Regions from separate parts of the Capsicum annuum genome. Here region 1 is linked to region 2. Evidence: chromatin contacts called from public Hi-C data. All regions are on one chromosome and are shown on one strand. Each heading gives the region's core, a stretch centred on a gene start, on an enhancer-like site or on the middle of the called end of the contact. The rest is flanking DNA. Distances are from core to core; before and after follow the strand shown. Region 1 holds the start of LOC107871315 (probable nucleolar protein 5-2). Region 2 holds the start of LOC107871314 (RNA polymerase II C-terminal domain phosphatase-like 3).

Region 1 (4,655 bases), core at 844-3,343, 660 kb before region 2:
TGACAATTTCCAGGGTGAATCAAATAATATGCACTATCTAAAATTTTAATAATGACGATCTAGCATCACCAGAATTAAATAGAATAATGTTATCCAACAACAGATAACACTCTAAAATTAGTTCAGACCTAGTAATATTACACACGCTCTACCAGAAATGATACAAGCTAGAGCATACAAAACCGAAGTGTTCTGCAGCAATTGATTTTTTATAAGATCACCCGCCCCAAATCTCTAATCCATGAGTTAAGGTTGGTCCTTTTCCACTTTGTTGCCTTGGTGGATTGAACCCCTAACTTCCTTTAATATGTTGTCTTTCCCTTCTATCCACTAGGCTAACCTACCTTTTCTCCATGGCAACTGATTATCCCAATATTTGCTACGTAATAATATATATAACGAAACCATGTAGAACATGAATTAGATCAGTCAATTTACAGCAATTACCTTGTCAGGGCTAAACTTTAGCTTGTATCTTGAAAGACTGTGAGATAAACCCAAGCTCATTGGAGTCAAGTCTTGATACGCAAGACCAGAAATGAGCTCAGTCAACTGACTTCTAACCCCTCTCATCAATTCCATGACAGCATTATTATGAACACAATCAATTTGCTGCAAACACATCACACACAAGCTTCAGCCAAAAAAGATAGGAAACAGAACATAACTAAGACATAATGAGCTGACATAAAAAGGGAACCGACCAGTTTCTCTTTAATTGCATTTCCAAGCTTTGAATCAGCAACCCCCAAAGTTTCACCATCACAATGCGCTTTCAAGAACTTGCGCAGTCCTTTGCTGGGCTTGCTATCTATCAACAGCGTAGCTGCTGATAGAGCTTCTGAGGTGTTCTCAAACTTAGAGAAAGCTTTTAGCTTCACAACCTGTTTCCGTACCAACCAATCACGTAAATGTAGAATTTACGAAACATAAAGTTGAAACTTTAGGTATGTCGTATCCCCAACATCAACTAAGCATAATTTATTTATTAAAAAAAAAAGATAAAAAAAGACCATGGTTGGAGTGTGTCTAATAAAGTAGCTTGTGTTTACCAAACCAACATAGAGAACAACAAAGCCGTGCTTGGCTTTGTCCAATTTTTAACATGCTATGCCAAAATTTCTCCTTGACGTGTTTTAGAGCCTGTTTGGATTGCCAGCCATTAGTTAGAATTTCTAGCTTTTGGCTTTTGGCTTTTGGCTTACTTTTATCATTTTGGCTTAAAATCAAGTGCTTATAAGCACTTTTTTTATTTTATCCAAACGGCTCTTACTTTCAAAATTTTAACCACAGTATATCATACCGAGCTAACTGCGCCCAATGTCTACACAAACCAATAAATACATAAAATATTTGTTTTATCAAAAGACTCGGATTTTAGAGCTAAACTTGATGAGTAAAAAAACCAGGTTAAAGAAGAAGTACTTTTCTGGCAGAATCAGTTGAGGAGAACTCCTTCCACAAATCCTACAACACAGACAAAAAAGAAAATTCTATAATAAAACAAGAAAACACAAAATAAATAAATAAATAAATAAATAATGAAAATACCTCAACTTTGGAGAGTTTTCCCTCATCCAGAACTTTGAAAAGGGCAAAGCCTGCCGGCGTTTCAAACAATACCAACATCTTCTTTGGCCAAAAAAACAAATGGGAGAAAACGGAAGAAGCTGTAAGAGAGGGTTTAGCTCCTCACTTCCTTCTCTGTATGCCTATGCTATTGAAGGTACTACGGTTTTAGAGAGGTGGCAATGGGTTTTGTTGCAAAAACAGTAACTAGCTCTATTGCTCCCCCGATAATTCCATATTTACACTTCTATCCTGGAATGTTTTACTCTAATATTTGAGGTAAAATAGCAAACTCTATGAAGGTGTCAATATCATATCCAATTGGTTCAACCCATTTAAATTTAGATCGGTTATTGTCCCACCTAGTTTAACCTTTTCTCTTATTTTCACCGTAAAATGTTGATTACAATTAAATAAACGTCATATGTTAATTTTTTCCCTTTATATTTCTTTATTATTAGAATTAGCAGTTATTTGTGTTACATTATAGCGCACAAGAAGAGGCAAAAAAAACTTGAAGAATTTGTCTACTCTTGAACACTTATGTCGGTAAGCATATATCAGCTTCTTTCATTAAATTATATATTATTTTGACTATATAGAAGCGTGAAGGGAAACAAGTGATGGTGGTCATATTTTACGATATCATCTTTATTAATTATTATATATGTATCAGTTAAGTATTAAAAAATTAATAATATTTAATAAAAAATATAAAATAGACATTTATGACATGTCTATTTCAGCTACTTCAATCGTAATTTTACTATTTCATCCCTAATTAATTACTTTAAGTGATTTAAATATTAAAAAAATATATTTAATAAAAAAGATAAAATAAACAAAAAAAATGATAAACAAACTATTAATGTTTTAAATTAACTTGACATTTTATATAAGGCCCGTCTAAATTTTTTTCACAATTATTTTTTATATTAATTTTTTTATATCACTTTTAATAAGTTATTTCCTAATTGATTATTATATGTCATTTACGTATTAAGAAATTAATAATATTTAATAGAAAAATTAAAATAGACATTTATGACATGTCTGCTTCAGCTAGTTCAACCGTAATTTTACTATTTCATCCCTAATTAATTATTAAAAAATAATATTTAATAAAAAATAAAATAAATAAAAATAATAATAAATTAACTATTGATGTTTAAAATTAACTTGACATCTTATATGAGGCCCGCTTAAATTTTTTTGACAACTATTTTTATAGTAATTTTCTTGTATCACTTCTAATAAGTTATTATGAGTCATTTAAGACATGTCTGTTTTGCGACTTCAATCATCATATTTGATTGACTCTCAAAATTATATCAGTGTCACTTAGATTGAAATAGAAGAAAAAGTATTATAAATTTCAATAATTAAAAACTTAAATTATTTTTAAAATATAATAGACTATCAATGCTAAAAAGTTTGGACAAGGAGATTATTATAAATTATAATTGTTAACAACTTAAAATAATAAATTATAATGTCAAAAAACTATTATAAATTACAATAGCTAACAACTTAAAATATCTAAAAGAAATATTTAACATATAATTAGTTATCAAAATTTATTTATATCACATAAACTGAGACTAAAAATAACATATATTTGGCCTGTACTAGTGTAAGACCCCGCAAAATTCCTAGCTTAATTCAGTCCTTTAAGCTTGTTAAGGGTCTCAGACTTAGAAAATTCTAGCTAAGTATTCAGACTTAGTTTATTTTTAGGCCTTCGAAAGTTGACAATCTCATTTCGCGACCTTAAATTCCTTTAAATGTCTATATTTTAGTTAATTCATGATTAGGAAGGTCAATAGGTGTTCTCGGACTAGTTTCGAATTTTTCGAACTTCGTTTGAAGCTCCTTTGAAATCCTAAAACAGTGTACCAACGCGATCTTGGAGCGCCACATCGCTATCGCTTTGGTTAATATTTTCCCCAACTACCAGCGTCAAATTTCAATGAGTCAGCACGATCGTGGCGCGATGCGTTGGATATCGCGTTGGTGACATCGATGCGCCGCGTCGACTTACGCATCGACAATCCAATTTTCACTCATTAAAAGACGTGTTCTTGGGGGTATTTGGGTCTTTTTTCCCCGACTCTCAGCCCTCAAAACACAAAATTTTAATACCCTATGAAGCAAATAAACACATTCTTTCTCAATTTCTCTCAAGAACAAGCCTTAGGGTTTTTAAATTTCAAATCAAGAACTCAAGATTCCACCATTAATTTTCAGAAATTCTTCAACAAGGTATGTAAAGTGTTCATCCAAAGGTTCCTTCCACCCTTGGAGTTCGAGAAACTTCTTTTAAAAACATGAATTGTGATTTCCATGTTGTGGGTTCGAATGTAATCATGTTGATGTTGTAGAATGTGTTCTAAGTTGAAATCTTTATGTGTTTTTTAATATTATGATAGGATGTAAGTTGAATTTTGATTCTCTTATATTGAAACCCTTGAATTTTGAAGTCATGATGTATTAGCATTGTTGATCATACCCAAGTATAAAGCTACGCCTACTATGTGTTTGATAAAATGCTAAATTAAGACTATGGTGCTTTTGTGTTCCTTTGGTGGTCTAAATGATGAACTTATGCTATACCCACATGTTCACAATGTCTTCCATGTTAAAGCTATACCTTGCATGTGTTTGATGGAATGCTCATGAGATTAGTTTAATGAAATTATAATGTGTTAGTATGCATTCCTATTCATGTGCAAGTTCATGACTTTCAAGTGATTGATGAAATGCCTTTTAGATCGTATTGTGAGTTGTTGACTATTGTCAAGTATTCAAGAATTATCATGTCTTATTATTTTCATGCTATCGAGTCCTGGGGTATTTAATACCCGATAATTTAGCTGTGTGTCTAGAGTCAGTATCAGTTACAGAACAGTATCAATCATGTCATGATCAGTAGTGCTCTAGTTCAGTTACAGAACTTAGAAAAACTCAGTAAACTCAGTATCAATCCAGTCCGATTCAGTATTCAGTTCAGTCCTCAGTAAACTCAGTCAGATAACAGAACTCACTAGTATTTCATCAGTCAACAAAACTAGTAAACTCAGTTCAGT
Region 2 (4,838 bases), core at 538-3,037:
CAAATGACACACTCGTCTCCTTCAGGCCTGAAAATTTGGAAGATACAGCATCTGAATCATACTTCTTGAAAGAAGTAAAATCCAGATTTGTATTTTCAGAAGATTTATGAGAAGCATTCATATCTAACAGTTCAACAACTTTGATCCCGTTGTCCTGGTCCTTGTCTTCAGTAATTGACGAAACAGCTGACAGGTTAGTGGAGAGAATCGCGGCATCCACCTAGGACATCAAGTAGCAGTATAAGCTACCAAAACTGCAAGCATTCTCACTACATATGCTTTTATGAAAACACACCTCATTTAACTGCTCAGAAGACAAAAGAGCAGGTAATTGGCTCTTTGCATGAATAAGCAACCTGCAAGCGAATTAGAATGACTGAGAAGTCTGCAAATGCACTAGGACTCTATATGTACACACACCAAAATAAGATCCACAAACGCAAATGTAAAAGGAACAACAAAAACCTAGATAGGCTATCTCTGTTTTCTTGCTTCTGATTCTGGTTCATGGAGAAGAAAACCTGCAAAAGAAAGAGATCTCAGCATTCACAAAACCACACGTTTTCAGCTATGGGATGATGAGGCTGAAAGATAAAGACATATATCCGAATATCTTACAGAATTTATGTTTTGGATGGCAGTCATAAACAGTTGAATAAGAATGTCGAAATCTGGAGAAACAGCTACTTCCCCCAAGCTGTCCAATGAGCTTCGCAATTTGGAACAAACCACAGGAAAGGATCTATGCAAACAGATAGAGCATAATTAGTCCATTTAATTGCAATTGAAAAAGTTCTCTTCGTGTGTTAGTTATTTACTACTGCTATAGTTTTAGATCCAAAACTTACTTCTCCGCCTCAGCTGGAGTAACACACTGAAGTTGTTCCCTAATGAAATTGGCGGTTTTAACAGAATCAAAGCCATCATTGTTGATACCACCATTTACAACTACCTCCGCATCCAAGTCGATCTCGCCTTCCTCCAACTCTCCTTCCTCCTTAGCGTCGTCATCCACATCAATGATGACCTTCTCAGATTCGACATCAACAGACTGCTTCGAGTTGTCAGCAGTCATAACGAAAAGCTCGTCTAAAGGCTTATTCTGCACAGCTTGAGCCCAAGCCAGGTTATACAAACCCCTAGCGTAATCCCTCGAAATCGGATACTTATAAACATCTCTCATGGTCCAAACCCTAGTCGAATTTTGATTTTGATTTTGATTTTGACTATTGGTTAAGTTGGCACTGACAATCTTAGTAGGCGTGGGTGGGTCTTGCCTATTGAATGCATCCTCACTGATTTCTTCAACGGATGCCGAATCTGAGATCTCACCCTCCTCTACATCTTGAACTGGATTACATTCTTCCATCATTTGACCTAGGGTTTTTTCTTCTCTTTTCTCTTCTTTTCTTCAAATAAATAGAGTTAAACTACAAGTTAGAAACAAAATAGAAGTACAAAGAATTTGAATTTGCAACGCTAAGATGCAAAAATTAATCGAAAACGGAAAGAAGCGAAATCGCCAATTATGATTTATGAACACAAAATTTAGTCATTTATTTGAATCGGAAAATTCGGATGTAAAGGACAAATGGATTCGGATCTGCAGAATTGGAAAAGCGTGGTATATATATATATATATATATACCATGAGAAGTACGGGATATATATATATATATTATATCATAATTTATAAGTATGAGCACGGGATGGAATATAACAAAAGTAATAGAGATGGGAGGAGAGAAAGGGTTTTGGGTTTGATCCTTATCTCTCGTAAATGAAAAAAAAAATTATGGTCAATTCTTTATTACTTAGTATATTGACGGTAGGAATAAAGGATTAATTTTATGGTTATTGGCGGTGGAAATATCTTGAAAAAGTAAAAAAAAAAAATTTGGGTAGCAAAGGAAGAGAATTTCAGGGGGCAAGAATTTAGGATGACATGACGAGGATTAAGCTGAGTCGTCTATCTCTTCCATCCCAAATAGTAGATTCGGTAAAAGTAAGACCTGCCCTCCACCCACACCAGAGTCAGCATAACGGTCTCTATACTCTGCTCACTTCTATTCTTTTTTTATGTAATTCCTCTATTTGATTTTACTTATCACTAATTTCTTAATTGAATTTTTATTTTTACTTGTTATTTTTGACATATCAAGAGAAAATAACTTCTTTTTTTCTATTTTATCCTTTGATTATTTTTTTCAAATTAATTTTAAGGTATAGTGTAAGCATTATTTAATATAGGTATTATGGTAAAATAGTCATGTTATTAATTATTTTTCTTAATAAGTGTGTCAACTCAAAATGTGACAAGTAAAATTGAACGGAGAAAGTAGATAACTAGACAATGGAGAGCCCGTAAATGTTACAATTTTAAATATATTATAGATATTTAATTAGGTTTTTTAGAGAAAATCCTATACTTTGTTTAGATGGCGGTTTTCATAATTTCATAATACACGGTTCTGTATAATATGATATTATATTGTACAGTATAGTACAATGAAATATTTGGATGAATTATATCGTTTATTGTTGTTTAACAACATTCTATTATTTAATTTAATGTTATGATATTATATTGTAATTGGTAAGTTTACTAAAATATTCTTAATTAGTATAACTATTAAATTTATCAATAATTATTAATAAAATAATTTAAGATAATTTTCTCCCTGCTAATCTATCACAAATTATGTCATATAAATATATTAAGTTGTTAAATTCAATCTTTGAGTCGAGGATTTATCGAAACAACTTCTCTATCTCACATCCTAAGTAATGGTATGGATTACGTAAACTTACCCTCTGCAGACCCCACTTAGTGAAAATATACTGAATATGTTGTTGTTGTTGTAAGTTGTTGAATTCATATAAATTCGAACAAAATTGTAATACCCCGTATTTTGCATGCACTGGCTCTATTTATATGGAACTTGGTATAGCCTTGTGGTATAGGTAATAGACGAGATTTATTAAGCGAGTATTGATAGTGTAGATGGAGTTCTAGATACTGCTTATATGTTTTAATGTGACGCGGTCAAATTTAAAGTGACTAAGTCTGTACAAGTTGTAAATTAGATTAAAGGGATTAGGAGTTGGAAATGGAATAAAATATTGAGGTGCTTGCTTGACTTAATTAAGCTAGTAGGTGAGTCACCCACTTAAGTTATTTGGATCAAGTTAATAAACCCATAGTTATGGATCAGATTTGGGCGTATACTAATGTACTCATTTGGGCCCAAATTGAATAAAGTATAAATAACATAAATACCAACTCTTTTAAAAGTAATTACACTCTCTCCCACTTTTTTAATTACTTTATTATCTCTCCCTATTAATATACATAACATACCTGACATATACATAGCATTCTGTGTATATGTATGGATTTTTGAACTATGTTTAAGGAGTTGGAATTTTTTGTAATATTGAAAACATAAGTTGTGTATTTGTGTAATTTTTAGTTGAATAAAAGAGGAAGAAAATAGAGAAATGGCCCAACACACAAATCTGTCAAGGCCCAAATATAGTTGAGCCCAACTAAAAAATTAAACAAGTAGGTGCATCACCTACTTTGACCCTTTTGAGCAGCGTAATCTCTTTAAGTAGGTGCATCACCTACTTGGACCAATTTGACCAAATTTGAAGCCCCAAATGCAGCTAAGTGGATGGCCAAAAATAGGGCCTTTATAAGAATAAGTTGCTGGTCATTTTCCCTCATTCTTAAGTCACAAAAAAAGTTATACTTCACAAATTCTCTCTACTTTATTTTAAGCAACTAGGAGCAACCCTATTTTTCTTTCTAGGGTTCTTCAAGAAACCTCAACCTTTGCAAGCCAAGGTAAATGAAAACACTTATGGTTTAACTTAATTATCTTATGGAAGATAAAAAAATATGCTATAAACGCTTAATAATTAATTCATGGCAGAATATAGAACAAGCTACTTGCTCACTTTTTCTTTGTTATTAAGAGATCTTTTTTCTTCTTTGGTTTAAAGTGTGAAGGAAAGTGGAAGTTGAAGTTCTTGAGGAGTTTAAATTTAAAGTATAAGTTGCAGAATTAAGGTAAGGTGACTGCCTCATTTCGTTCTCCTTATATATGAATTTGAGAGAGAATTATGGATGTGTTGTTATTGAGAACTCAAGAGATGATGAGTTCAATAATTGATTGCTACAATAAAAGAAATTGAGACTGTTTTGTATATATATGTTATGGGCTGCCAGGTTGATGTTGGAGAAAGGTGTGACTAGTTCGAATTGAAATATATAAGAAAGGTGTGGTGGTACACCACCGAACTAATTATTGCATATGCTTACTGTCCAATCTGTTTTGCGTATCAAATGTGGTTTCGGTGAATCTTGTAAGAACATGTATGGTATGTGGGTGTAATTGGAGAAAAGGGTTAAAATAACACCCTTGATTGATATATCAAGGACACTGTTTTGGTGAAGTTAAATAGCCCAATTGTGTCGGTTGGTTGCTAATATTTGTTTACCATATATTCTATTGTAGCTAAGTAATCTAAAAGGCGGGAAGTCAAGTTGGGTTAGTTTCAGAGTTATATAACCAGGTATGTAAGGCATACTCTATTTTGTATTCTTTGGCATAAAATCGGACATTTGTTCCATCAAATAAGCTTCTAAGGTTATCCTATAACAAGTAATACATAATAGCAGCGTATTATATACCATGTAACCAATGACCTTGTTCCCACTCTTTAACGTGTTAAAACACCTCAATACATGCTTATTATTGAGCCTGCATGCTTATCTTCACTAGAAAATTTCAGGAGTTCTCCGTTTACTAAAATAAGACCCATGTGTTATT

Evidence for each region. Hi-C and Micro-C count contacts between places; a contact is called where the count stands out from the background.
Region 1: a Hi-C map of bud shows a contact between it and region 2, with 4 times the contacts expected there. The contact joins the promoter of LOC107871315 here to the promoter of LOC107871314 in region 2. A contact is called at or near these places in 2 of 5 Hi-C or Micro-C datasets (bud and leaf).

The regions. Positions count from the first base shown.
Region 1 is chr12:158,657,972-158,662,626 of UCD10Xv1.1, reverse strand. It overlaps LOC107871315 (probable nucleolar protein 5-2), which reads right to left and starts at 2,093. Exons shown (of 8, transcript XM_016718209.2): 1 at 1,552-2,093; 2 at 1,426-1,467; 3 at 705-884; 4 at 448-612. The coding sequence starts at 1,629.
Region 2 is chr12:157,998,690-158,003,527 of UCD10Xv1.1, reverse strand. It overlaps LOC107871314 (RNA polymerase II C-terminal domain phosphatase-like 3), which reads right to left and starts at 1,787. Exons shown (of 12, transcript XM_016718207.2): 1 at 849-1,787; 2 at 619-742; 3 at 466-521; 4 at 296-356; 5 at 1-220. The coding sequence starts at 1,372.